Regions from separate parts of the Lactuca sativa genome. Here region 1 is linked to region 2. A link is a contact called in public Hi-C data. All regions are on one chromosome and are shown on one strand. Each heading gives the region's core, a stretch centred on a gene start, on an enhancer-like site or on the middle of the called end of the contact. The rest is flanking DNA. Distances are from core to core; before and after follow the strand shown. Region 1 holds the start of LOC111881034 (glycine-rich protein 2). Region 2 holds the start of LOC111881170.

Region 1 (2,781 bases), core at 19-2,518, 310 kb after region 2:
AGTCATGTCCGGTGAAACCTCACCAACTCGGTCTATCAAAACTAAAACAATAAACGAACACAAACTCATAACCACATTACCACCATATCATGTCATGGTAGCTTCAAACAAATCAAAAGCCAAAACACATTGAGTTGATCATTCATTAATTGCATTTTATTCATAAATCAAAATCATGCATTATAAATCAGATATCCACCAAGATTTAAAAATAAAATTATAAAAATATATATAATTTTATGTTAAGATCATGACGAACAAAAATAAGCCAAAAAACGTTACCTAGTTAAAATAATAACTAGGCCAGTCACCATAATATATTCATAAGATTGCCACACAACTAAAATACTATAATGATTGTTCCTCTGTATAAGCTCAAAAATAAAACCCTAAAATATTAAATTAAAGTAATACCAAATGTACTTAGAAAGATCCACCTGTTAGTTGATGTATCAAGAACTGGCAGCGGTAGGACATTCTCTAGCGAAGTGCCCCGGTTCTCCACAATTGTAACAGCTACCACCGCCGCCGGACTTATAGCCACCTCCACCACCACCGCCAGACCTGGAGTAGCCACCACCACCACCGCCACCGCCTGATTTGCAATCCCTTGCCAAATGCCCTGTCTCACCACAGTTATAACATCCGCCGCTGCCGCTGCCGCTGCCGCTGCCGCTACCGCCACCGCCACTACCTCCGCGCCCACTATTACAATCCCTAGCTAAATGACCAAACCCACCACAACTGTAGCAAGCCCCGCCGCCGCCACCGCCACCGCCTCCGCCGCTATTCACTCTGCAATCCCTAGCGAAATGCCCAGATTCACCACAATTGTAGCACTCACGTCCGCCGCCCCCGCCGCCGTTACCATTACCACCCTTGAAACCACCGCCGCCGCCGCGGCTAAATCCGTAGCCATCATCACCGCCTCTACGACCGCCGCCAAAACCATCACGGTTACGGTTTCTTTCGATACTAGATCCGTCGACACTAGTTACACTAACAGCTTGTTTCCGATCATTTTTTTCAACAACTAAGAACTTAACCTTCTGACCTTCGGAAAGACTCCGGTAACCATCCGACTGAATCTCGGAGTGGTGAACGAACAGATCTTCATCGCCATCATCGGGCTTGATGAAGCCGTAGCCCTTGCTATCGTGAAAACGAACAACTACACCAGTTGTTTCCGCCATTGCTGCCGATCCCAAAAACCTAATGAAACACCTTGAAGTATTTAGGAGATCTGCGTATATATACTTGAGCCCTCAATGGAACCCTAACTCGTTTCGGCGCTTTTGATGTTTGTTCTATTTTGATATTTTTTTTTATTTTTTATTTTATTTTCGAAATTAACTAAATTTTTATATTTATTTAAAATTTATTTATTAAAATAACCATATATATCTTTATTTTGACTATATTTTTTTGGTATCGTAACAAAATGTCCGTAAGCAATGCTAAACTAGATGAAAACTCGTGGAACCCACGGGTGTTAATGTTAAATAGAATTTTAAAATTTAATTATGTAATAAATAATATATCATTAAGTTAGAAAACTTATATTGTATTTTTTTAATAAGTTTTTGATTTGTAAATATTTAATTACACAATAAATGGTAAGTATTTAACTACAAATGGAGATTTTTAAAACCATTACTTTTTACTCCTTCTTAAATGTTCATGGTGATTGCAGACACACATATACAAATACATATATTTCATTATCTACTGATTAAATGTATAATGAATAACGATAAGCAGATTTCTCATTAAATGATTCAAGTAAAAATTAATAACCTAGGAACAAATGAAGTCATGGTTTTTGTGTATTTGTCATTGTGACATTCATAAATCTAAGTCTTTTAAATTGATTTGGAAAGATCAAATTGATTGGAAGTAATAATTTTTTCATAAGCTTTGGTAATTCAATTGATAAAGCTTCATTATACCAAGCTGCATTATGTAGATTGTTATTTATCATGCCAACGATAATAAATTAACTGAACATCAATTTCAAAAGTAAAATATAATATATTTATGGACTTTATAAATATAAAAACAAAAATATAAAAAACTGGTTTGTAAAATACTTGTTCGTCCATTAAAATAACATAATGGAAAAAAATCATATTCGTTATTGAACCATTTAAGGATCCATGACTTGATGAAACGAATTTTCAAAGTGAAATCATCATTTAGTACATGTAGTTAAATTATTTAAGTAAATTTTGTTGCGGTCATTACATGCAGATGGTAGAACACATGTAGATACAGATACACAGACATACATAGGAGCAAACACACATATGTATATGGCTTTTTTCTGAATTATACATGCAGACACACATATACAGATACACAGATTTCATTAAATACTGATTAAATGTATAATGAATAACGATGTATAGATTTCTTTTGATAAAGCAAAAAATTAAATATGAAAGTTTAAACAAAAATTTATTTAAATTTAAAATTTTAGATTTGAAATTTAAAATTTAAAATTTGAATTTAAAAGGAAACATATTAAATATTATCTTTAAATATTATTAAAAGAGAAATTTTGTGACATCACTTTCAACAATCAGAGTCATTGATTGTGTTTCATTTATATATTTTCTATCATTAGATCGATATGCTGACATCATCATTTGGTCAACCTTTTTTTGTCCACTAATTTTATGAAATCTGTTAATGACAATTACTTTTAACATTAGGAAATCTATTAATTACAATTAAATCTAACCAATAATAAAATTATTTTTAAAATTAGGAAATCTATTA
Region 2 (2,700 bases), core at 195-2,694:
ATGCCAAATAGTGTTGTTAATGTTCTTGGGGAAATAAGGGAATATAATTCTACAAGAGATAAAGATAAGCGAATGTTTAGTGTGTTTGACAATCAATGAAATTGGTAAGAGAACATCAATGCCTGCTTTTTCAAGGACTTGATGAATGTAGTAAAGAACTCCATTTATGACTTTTGAAAAATAATTAATATAATATATATGTAATTAGCATGATTTTAGAAGAATATTTGTGGAAATTATCTTATCTTTAAATGAAATTACCAAACTAACCATTTTTATTTACTTAATGGTTTAAGTTTTTTTAAATTCTGATTAGTCTCTAGGTCCACACAAGTTCATCCACAACATGAACCTACACACACACACATATATATATATATATATATATACACACACACACACACACACATACATATAGGTAGGTTCCATTGAGATTAAAAATAAAATAGAGATCTTGAGATTCAACCTCATCCACGAATCTCACATCTGTCACTCTAACCCTCCGACGTACTGGCGTGGTAGACCTGGTATAATCATAAATGATTATACAACGCCGCCCATTCCTTTCTCCCCCGCCACCATCCCCTCTACCATAACCGCCACGCCACCACCACTACCATCACCTCTGATACCAGTCGACCTCACAACTGTCACCTCCGTTACTTATACAACCCCCACCTTTGTCACTAGCACCTCTTTTGCTACCAACTGTCATAATCATTTATGATTACTCATTCACAGATTAGACATATATGTATAATCATTTATGATTAGACATATACATATAAACATGTATAATCCTATATGATTATACCTCTCTGTCATATAATCATTTATGATTAGACATACCCGTTGCTGTCGGTGCGCTGAAGTATTAGAATGACAAATGAGAAATATGTAGCTAAGGTTGAATCTCAAGATCTTTATTTATTTTTTTTAATCTCAAATGAACCGTCCCATATATATATATATATATATATATATATATATATATATATATATATATATATATATATGACCAAGTGGATACTTTTGTTAAAAATATTTTTTAGTTAATATTTTCTTCAAATAGACATTAAAAATGTTATTAGATTATTTAAAATTGAAACTCCGTAAACTAATTCAAATAAAGTTTTCTTAACATTATTTTTCTTCTAAATAAGCTAATACGAACTTTTGGTAAAAATGGTTTTGTTTTCAAAGTCAAATCCATACACCTAGATATATTGTTGGACTACGTGTGAAACCCATATATTATATGGGTTAATTAAAAAATATATATCAAAATGTAAACATTAAGTATTTTTTAAAATAAGAAAAGAGAAAACATATTTATTGTAATTTATAATCATATTTATTATATTAAATACTTCATTTATATAACTATATCTATTATGTTGTTTTTTAATTTTAAAATACATGGGAGAGTAATTAAATGGATCGATGTATTTAGAAAAGGATTCTCTACAAAAGTTCTTGGTTCACGGCCACTGCTCACTGGGACGCTTCGCGGGAACACGGCCACCAAATTTTGATTAGTTCGTTGAAACGGGCAAAACCCAAAACAATTTCTTTGTTGCTTCTCGTCGCAATCCGGAAACGACAAGTGAAGAAACGACTTAGGGTTTCGTTGTTGCAACCGGCTCTTCGTTTTCTTCTCTTTGCTTCTTCTTCTTCTTCTTCAGTTCAAGTCCAAACACCTGCAAGTAAGTATATCTTTCATTCTCCATAAACTTTTGCACTATATCTGGCTTTGTCAATTAATCGATCACCAAGCATATCAATTTGGCAACTTCTCGATTCTTTTGCTGTCCAGTCGAGTCGTTGATTGCTGGTTAAAGATGAAACCTATCTCCTTAAACCTGTTCGACGAAATGCCCAATGAATATTCTATGATTAATGATGTCATTACAAGCTTAATTTTCTATTTTCTCCATTCATTTCGTAGGTGGAAGTTCGCAGCTCATAGTGGTTGATTAAGTTGTAAATATAATCTTTAACAGGCAATTATAAATATGGCGCTTCAGGCATTCCCTAGGCTTCTACAATTCAAGAGCTGTGATCTCTTTGGAAATGGTTCGTTGAGTTTTCCTCCAATTCAGAGTAGAAGTAAGTGAAGTTCAGTTCTAAATGAAATTATATCTTGAAATTCATCTGTAAATAAGTTCGATGAAATCATTGACCATTTTTGTATACTAATTCCATTGTCTTTCTATAGCTGTTCATACAAAGCCATGGGTGATTGAAGCAAGAGCCAGAACTAGGGTAGAAAGCCCAAAAGTCCGGAACAGAAGATTGCAGAAAAAGGTATGGAAGTAAGATGTTATTATACACAAATAAATGAAATTACAATGCTATTTCCTGTATTTATCCCTATATTTCCAATTTCATCATTTTCAATTTTCACATGTCATTGATTTTGTGTTTGGTTTGAGTAGTACAATGGCACACAGAAGAAACCCAGGCTTTCTGTATTCTGTTCAGAAAAACAATTATACGCGATGCTTGTTGATGATCAGAACAAAAAGTGCTTATTTTATGGCAGCACTCTGCAACAATCAGTTCGTACAAACCCTAATTCTACCACCATTGTAAGTTATTCTCATACAGACTGTACTGGACAGGCTTTCTAGGGCTATTTATAATGATCATGATGAATAGGGCATTTATGTCTTTTTCATATACAACATTTTGAGAACC

The links. A called contact is a pair of places that touch in the nucleus more often than the background predicts.
Region 1: a Hi-C map of leaf shows a contact between it and region 2, with 7 times the contacts expected there. The contact joins the promoter of LOC111881034 here to the promoter of LOC111881170 in region 2. A contact is called at or near these places in 2 of 4 Hi-C or Micro-C datasets (leaf and seed).

The regions. Positions count from the first base shown.
Region 1 is chr4:312,149,910-312,152,690 of Lsat_Salinas_v11, forward strand. It overlaps LOC111881034 (glycine-rich protein 2), which reads right to left and starts at 1,269. Exons shown (of 1, transcript XM_052770618.1): 1 at 265-1,269. The coding sequence starts at 1,193. The coding sequence ends at 453.
Region 2 is chr4:311,842,230-311,844,929 of Lsat_Salinas_v11, forward strand. It overlaps LOC111881170, which reads left to right and starts at 1,445. Exons shown (of 5, transcript XM_023877570.3): 1 at 1,445-1,706; 2 at 2,004-2,109; 3 at 2,219-2,307; 4 at 2,439-2,591. The coding sequence starts at 2,016.